Regions from separate parts of the Mus musculus genome. Here region 1 is linked to region 2. Evidence: chromatin contacts called from public capture Hi-C data. All regions are on one chromosome and are shown on one strand. The core of a region is the stretch at or near the end of the contact, and the rest is flanking DNA. Distances in the headings are between cores, read along the strand shown.

The links. Capture Hi-C pulls out chosen DNA fragments and counts their contacts.
Region 1: a capture Hi-C map of macrophages shows a contact between it and region 2, with 6 times the contacts expected there. The contact joins the promoter of Tdrd6 here to the promoter of Tnfrsf21 in region 2. A contact is called at or near these places in 11 of 39 promoter capture datasets (the 3T3-L1 cell line, 3T3-L1-derived adipocytes, cranial neural crest and 5 more), 1 of 15 datasets of contacts at CTCF or cohesin (large pre-B cells), 1 of 484 Hi-C or Micro-C datasets (embryonic stem cells), 6 of 115 datasets of contacts at active chromatin or transcription factors (embryonic forebrain, fetal liver, forebrain and 2 more) and 2 of 9 other capture datasets (embryonic stem cells and macrophages).

Annotation. Positions count from the first base shown.
Region 1 is chr17:43,628,744-43,632,853 of GRCm38.p6, reverse strand. Tdrd6 (tudor domain containing 6) reads left to right here and starts at 2,555. Exons shown (of 5, transcript NM_001161366.1): 1 at 2,555-4,110. The coding sequence starts at 2,699.
Region 2 is chr17:43,014,922-43,018,909 of GRCm38.p6, reverse strand. It overlaps Tnfrsf21 (tumor necrosis factor receptor superfamily, member 21), which reads right to left and starts at 2,355. Exons shown (of 6, transcript NM_178589.3): 1 at 1,818-2,355. The coding sequence starts at 1,913.

The sequences.
Region 1 (4,110 bases), core at 1,306-3,805, 610 kb before region 2:
TGGGACTAAAGGCACACCCCACTACAATGCTATTTAAACTCTATCTCCCTGCAGGACCCCAAAGGTAGATAGACTTGGGGGATTCACTGGTTCTCCTTGTTCTGTTTCCCAATGTGGCCAAAGTCCCTTTTTCGCTTCCCACCATAAATTTGACTCTTATAATTGTCTTATTGTGGGAGGGTGGCTGAACCTGGCTTAGAACACAGGCTTTGACCCCCCAAGTCCAACATCTTAGGCATGGACAGTTGCAAGAGATAGATTAAGTGGAAATAAAGGTCTTAGGTGTAGCTCTATGGAGGGTTACTTGCTGAGCAGATGCAAGGCCATAGGCTAAATTTTCAGTAACTATGAGTAGATAAGAACTCACTGTATCTATAAGTTTCTGGTGTATAATATTTGGTTGTATTTCTTAATATATTATATATATGCTTGTACCTGAAGAATTGAAATCTCGGTAACTCCATGTGACGGTCAAACCATTTATTAGGGTGAAATCTCCACTCTATCTTTGTTCTAGGTTTACTCTCTTCCTTAAATCTTTGCTGGGTGTTTGTATTCCAGCCCTGTTCGAGGCACTGAGAACAGAAAAATAAGTAAGAGTTCCTACTTTGATGGCGATCACACTGTGATAGTAAGGGAAATAATCAAAAGTTTCAAGATATTATGGACTGCACAGTGTGCTGGGGCAAGACAATACAGAGGCTCCTCCAGCTTGTATTCTGGTGGAAGCCATTTCAAGTTTGGTCTCCTTGATGGAGACTCCCTAGGAAATGTATCTAACTCTATTTAGGAATCCAAGGTGAAGATGTCTTAGCTAACTTCATCTTCGCTTCTGTTGAACTGCTTGCTTGCAAGCAGTTACTCTCCATCCCTTAAAGTGAGATGCCAGAATTTCTGCCTTCAAAAACCCAAGATTCCTTGGAACTGGATTTAAAGATAATTGTAAGCAACCATGTGAGTACTGAGGTCTTCTAACCCAACTTTCCAGTCCCAAGATTTATTTGTGTGTGTGTGTGTGTGTGTGTGTGTGTGTGTGTGTGTGTGTGTTCATGGAGTCCAGAAGAGGGCATACGATTATCTAGAGCCAGAGTTGTAAGCAGTTGTGAGCTACCCATGGTGGATAGAAGGATAGGATTTGAAACTGTATCCTCTGCAAGGGCAGTAGATCATCTTAACCTCTGAGCCGTCTCTCCAGATCCCTGCTAAGGATTTATTTTAATTCAATGTGTGTTTTTCTTCCATAAAGAGAAAAAAAAAAAAAGAATTGGGGAAAAGGAGGAAATGAAAATGAACTTTTCAAGGATAAGCTCAACGTGGAGAAGCGAAAGCTTCGGAAAATCAGATTTGTTCATTCAATAGCTACTGTGCATTTCATTTCCTCCCCCCCCCCCATGTGGGCTAGTGGGAAATCAGATAACAATTTGCAACACAATGATGGGGAAAGAAACCGTTCGAGGAGATTACAAGCGTAGGTAGCTTCTAATCTGGAACCCACTGCAATTTAGTTAGGCCAGGGGCACAATTAAGCGCTGTCTTGTTTTCTTGTATTCTGAAACCTGAAGTGAGATGAGATGTATAGGCAAACCGGAAAGTCCTCTGGGGATGTATACAACTTTGCGAATGCACAACAAATCGAATGCAATTGACTAGTAGGCGCACCTCAAATTATACCTGCATTTTCCATACCGCTTCTATCACCCTTGTCAGAGATTTCTATGGTAAATTAGGCGAAGACATTTGATACAATAGACAGGCCAAGAGTTTGCAGAAATAACCCAGTCCTCTTGGTTTGGGGGGGTGGGGGGGTGATATGTGTGCTGCGGGGTGGATCTACTTGTGTGCTCACTTTGAATCCATAGAGTATCTATCTTCAAAGTTAGGTGCCCTAGCTGCATGTAGCTAGGCAACAAGGGAAGGAGGGAAGAAAGCCATGCCAGACAAAGTGCTGAGAAGAAACCGTAGACCTCAGACTTTATATTAAGCGCCTAAAGGGATCTGTCATTCAGACACGAAACAGGGTCATAGATTACAGAGGCTCTGGCAACCTGCTCCAGGTCTCCAACGCACCAGGTGGGGGGAAAAATTCATCCGGGCCCTGCAAGGCGCAAGCGCACTGCTGGGCCTGAACTAGGCCTTGCCTAGAACCAGGAAAGTTCCAGCCTCAACGCCCAGGAAGGCACCGTTGACGCATCCATTTTTTTCCCCTTCCCAGTTTCTCTTCGAGAACTCCAATGGCTGGCACCGTGCTTGGCGCTCGGTGCTCCATCCACTGTGAGAAAATTGAAACCGAGGGGGAGTCCAGCCCCTGCGATCCTACTGGATCTCTGCCAGGCATTGCCACTGAACTCCCCCGGAGTCAAAAGCATCCTGGAAAGAAGCAGTGCACATCCTAACCCTGTCCCGCACAGGCTTGCTGGTAGTCCCCAGGCGTCCCCTGCGCCAGGAAGCCACCCCTTGGTCGCCTTGAAACCCCCCGCGCCGAGAAGGCAGGCAGCCACGCGCTATCTGAGCCTGCGAGGCACTGTGGGCGGTTGGCCGGCCGCCGGCTGCTACCAGTCGCGAGTCCCCGAGGCCCTGCGCCGGGCGCCTGGACGAAGGATCGCCTCTCCGGGCGTCCTTCCCCTTGCCTCGGTGCCCCGGACCTGGCCCGGTGGGACCGTCTCCGGACGCTCGGAGCAGCTCTCGGTTGGCCGCAGCCATGAGTTCGACTCCGGGGCTGCCCACTCCCGGGGCCTCGCTGGCCCTGCGGGTGTCCTTCGTGGACGTGCATCCCGAGGTGATCCCAGTGCAGCTGTGGGGACTGGTGGGTCAGCGGCGGGAGGAGTACGTGCGGCTGAGCCGGGAGATCCAGGAGGCAGCAGCCACGCGCGGTCCCTGGGCGCTGGGTGGGGCGTCGGCATCGCCGGGAGAGCTGTGCCTGGTGCAGGTGGGGCTCATGTGGCACCGCTGCCGCGTGGTCAGCCGCCAGGCGCAAGACAGCCGCGTCTTCCTGCTGGATGAGGGCCGCACCATCACGGCGGGCGCGGGCTCGCTGGCGCCAGGGCGTAGCGAGTTCTTCCACCTGCCCTCCGAGGTGCTGGGCTGTGTGCTAGCAGGGCTGGTGCCCGCGGGCGGTGGTGGCACTGGCGGTGGCGAACCCCAGCAATGGTCCCCCAGGGCTGTGGATTTCCTTAGCAACCTGCAGGGCAAGGAGGTGCACGGACGGGTCCTGGATGTGTTGCTCCTCCATCGCCTGGTGCTGCTGGAGGTGCCAGTTGTGTCTCAGCAGATGGAGGAGCTGGGTCTGGCCCGGCAAGTGCCGGACAGCCTCTTCTGTTCGCTGCTCAAACGCTACCTGACTGCGGCAGGGCAGGGCAGCTCCGGAGCTCCAGTTCTCCCGCGAGCCGCGCCCAAACAAGAGCATCCTGGGTTGGATTACTTTTATCCCCAACTGCAGCTGGGAGTGACGGAGCCGGTGGTAGTAACCCAAGTATGCCATCCCCACCGAATTCACTGTCAACTGCGGAGCCTCTCGCAGGAGATCCACCGTCTCTCTGAGAGCATGGCCCAGGTATACCGGGCGCCTGTGGGGACAGATGATGAGGACTCTGGCAGTGCCACCTGGGAGGAGAGGGAGGAGAGCCCTGACAAACCGGGATCTCCATGTGCTTCCTGTGGCTTGGACGGACAGTGGTACCGGGCTCTCTTGCTTGAGACCTTCAGGCCTCAGCGCTGTGCTCAGGTGCTTCACGTCGATTACGGAAGGAAAGAACTAGTAAGCTGCAGCAGCCTCCGCTATCTGCTGCCGGAGTATTTTCGAATGCCTGTGGTGACCTACCCTTGTGCGTTGTACGGACTCTGGGACTGCGGGAGAGGCTGGTCCCGGTCCCAAGTAGGTGATCTGAAAGCTCTGATCCTGGGCCAGGCAGTGAATGCGAAGATTGAATTTTACTGTTCCTTTGAGCATATGTATTATGTCACCCTGTATGGGGAAGATGGGATTAATCTCAACAGTGCATTCGGAGTACAATCCTGTTGCCTGGCTGACTGGTTTCTTCAGAGCCAGGGGATAGAGGAGGAAGAGGAGGAAGATGAGGACGAAGTGGAGGCAGCGTTTCAGTCTCAGTCCCC
Region 2 (3,988 bases), core at 1,106-3,605:
CATTGAGCACTAACTTTAGATTGGATTTGAGTGGACTGATCTATAAGTATTGTATAAGGATTGTATCTGTGTGGAGCAGGGACACACGGCAGTATATGCTCATCACGGAAGCAGGTCTAAGACCTTTGGAGGGAACTCAGCAAGGGACCTAACTCAGGTCATTAGGATCAGTGCTTCCTTGAACTCGTTCAATCTAAGACTGTCAATTCAAGTCCACGGTCCCAAAGACTCTCTGATTATTTACTATCCACACTTGTTTAAAGGGCTTGGACTTTGCCATTGTTATAAAAAGACAGAAAAGCGTCTCTCAAGGGACACTGAGATTTACCTCATAAATGCTAAGAACAACAAACTTTCTTTAGCCCTCTCTCTCTCTCTCTCTCTCTCTCTCTCTCTCTCTCTCTCTCTCTCTCTCCCTAAACACACACACACACACACACACACACACACACACACACACACACACACACACACACACACAGAAAGAGAGTCAGCCAGAGAGAGAGACAGAGAGAGACAGAGAGAACCAGAATGTCTGTAGAATGAATTCCCAGGCCATAGCAACTGTCATGCCTTGGGATGGAAGCAGTAGATCTTGGCTGGCCAGGCAGTAAGCCCTTTAGAGGAAGGAGACAAGAGGCCTGCCTTCCCTTACACAGCCCAACCATGAAAACAAGCTCTTTTTTGTTTTTGTTTAGTTTTTAGCTAACAACCTTCATCCTCCCTGCAGGGATGAAAGACATGATTGGTTTATAGCATCTCAAGGGTTTGAATTCAAATTTTCTTCCACCTAATTCCCCACTTGGCCCCAATATTGGAAATAAAGGGCCAGCTGGGGGTAAGTTTTGGATAAGGGATGATGTCAGGTTTTGATCAGATAAAGTGATGGAGGATTGCAATCCGGGCACGCCCCAGATTTGGGTGCTGAGAGAGCCTGCATCATCTTGCTTGGTGACATGTCTAAACACAGAAAGGGAGAAATAAGAAAAGGATGGGGAAAATTAATCGTCCTTTATGTAGCTCTTTCCCCTCCCCCTCGACTGAGAGCCACAGCGCCGGTTGGCTCCAAGCCTGTGCTTTAGAGGCGCCTGGGTCTCTGGGTCCTTCTTCTCCTCCTCCCCCTCCCACCCCACCCCCACCACCCACCCGGGCTCCTTCTTCTTCTTCTTCTTTTGGCTTGCAGAAATCAGGACCCATCTGAACTAAGAGGGAGGAGAGAAGCAAGGAAGCTGAAGCAAGGGGTGGCCTGCGCCCTACTCCGGAAAGCTTCGCGCGCGGAAGCATGCAGCGGTTGCTCGCGTCCGGAGCGCACCGATCCGGCTGTCTCCACTGCGGTAGCATCCGGACATGACATTGCAGTAGCGACAAAGGAGCGGCCACAACCGGCAGCTGGCTACTGACAGGACTACTCGGGCCTCGCACCGCGCCGAGGGTCTGGCAGCGAATGATATTGGGGTGAGGCTGGGTGTTGGGGTGCGAGATAGGCCGAGTCGGGGGCAAAAACCCAAAAATGCGCAGGACCTCGAGGCGGACACCTCTCGCGCCTCCTTCAAGCAGCCAGATTGCAAGAAAAATAATTCTTTAACACTCACTAGCCTTAGCTCACCACACACACACACACACACACACACACACACACACACACACACACGATCTAGTAGGAGTCCTCCTCGGTCTGGCTATTGCCTTGTAACCAACCCTTCCAACCCGTCTGGTCCCACCGCGCGCCTCCGGCACTACGGGCCCGAGGACCCGCCCGGCTCCCGGACACAGGCTCGAACGTAGCCGCCACCCTAGGGTCCCCTCCTATCGCTCACCAGGAGAAGAGAGCCGGCGACCATCGTGGCTCCGACTTGGCCGGCGGTGCGGCTGCAAGAGGCGAGGGCGGTGATGCTGCTTGCCCGGGTCCCCATGGCCGAGCTCGGGGCTCGCAGCGGCGCCCGGGGCGCTCGGCCCCACGGCAGCTGGAATTGGTGGCTGTTTCTGCCCAGCGCCGCATCCACCGCCGCCTCACGGGCGGTGAGCCCATCTACCTCCAGCAGCCCATGTGCACTGCAGCAGCCAGGCACCCAGGCGGAAGAGGGAGGCAGCAGGGGAGGCTCCGAAAGGCGCTCAGCACCTGCCCAGGGGCGCTGGCGCCCGGGCGGTGAGAAGCAGGCGCGCTCGCAACCCGCGCCTCCCGGTGCTCTCCAACGACAGCGGCTGCGGAGAACCAGAGAGCAGGGCTAGCCGCGACAGTGCTAAAGAGCGACTTCCCATAGCGAAGCTTCCAGCCACTATCAAGCACTCGCCTCCTCCGCTGCCTAGACCGGCCGGCGAGGGACTGAGTCGGATGGCCACTCAGCTCGGGGACACACGTGGTGGCGCCGAAGGGGCGGAGAACGACCCTTTGTGATGTCACCCGGGAGGAGGCCGGGCTCTTTGTGCAGATGGAAAGAACTCAAGGCGCTCCAGAAACCGAGGGGAAGGAGAGGGTGCCCCTTGGCGTTAGCTGGAGGAATTGCGTTTGCTTGTTAACCTGCACACACCCCTCACCCCGACTTAACTTTAAAAAAAAAAAATGATTCCAAGTAGATTGTATGTAAAACAGAGACTATTTTCTTTTCCTAACATAAATATTAACAACAGCCAATATAACTTGCGCATAATGGCGCAGGCCTGTATTTTCATTGCCAGGAAAGCTGAGGAAGGAGAATTTGAAGTTGGAGGGAAATTCTGAGCTACACAGAAAACTCCTATCTCATGCATGCATGCATGCATGCATGCATGAATGAATGAATGAATGAATGAATGACCTGAGCATAACGGTGCCATTAAGCACTCTGTATAATGAGAATATGAACTTCTCCAATTCCAGGCCAGCCAAAATTGGAGTTCTACACAAGCCTGGCTTACAGAGCAAAATCCAGTCTCAGAAATCAATCAATCAATCAATCAATCAATCAATCAATTAAAGGAGCTAGAAAAAAAGCAAAAACCATGGAGCTTACATCAATTGCCAGACACAAAGAGACGTGTGTGTTGGTTCCCAAACTGCTGTGTTTTGAGGTCTGCTGTGTTCTCACAGTGGAGCAAAAGGAAAAAGCAAGTGTAGTCTCGGCATTTATGTGTGGCTCCCCTGCTTCCTGACTGCAGACCCGGTTTAACCAGCTGCCTCCTCTCCTCTCCTCTCCTCTCCTCTCCTCTCCTCTCCTCTCCTCTCCTCTCCTCTCCTCTCCTCTCCTCTCCTCTCCTCTCCTGCAATAACTGTATCCCTGAAACTGTTAGCCAGAAGAAACCTCCCCGTCTCTCAGTATTGTTGGCTATTTGTTCTCAGCAGTGAGGAACCTGGACAGAAACAACACTAAGCATCCCTGACAGGGAGTTGCCATGGTAGGAGCCCTATTTCCTTCCTTGCCAGTTACTACATGGAGAGTTGGTTCTTTTTCTCGGCATTCTTTGGAAGAATGAGATGTATTTAAAAATTAATATGAGGATTAATCCTACTCTCATCTTTCAAACATCTGCCAGTTAAAGAAATAAAACATATATTTAAAAAAGCTTGACCATAAACCCTGAAGGGGAATGCTGTAATATTAAGTTTCCAGTAAAAAATTTTTTTAAATTCTGAAAAATACTATCCTTAAATACAGAATTTTGTGAAAGGGGGTGATATTTCAACTTGAAATTCTCAAACTCTCTCCGAGGCTTCCAAAAGTGAAGGGGGATTACTATGTCTTCATGTATAATAGGGCCAATTAATTCTTCAAAACTTCAAATTATTGGCCACCACAATCAAAGGTCTTTCTGTTTAAAAGGGGGTGGGGGTGGGAAGTGAGATATTAAAGAAAAGGGGTCAGCTGACACCTTGCAGACAAATATGAGTTACTTGAGGTAATGTATGATTTGATCTTCCAAGCTGGGAGACTTTAATTTGGGTAAGTGTGGTTCTGACCTGCTCGTTCTCTTTGTTCTTCCTATTGTTTTCATGTTCCATAAGGTCCTTATG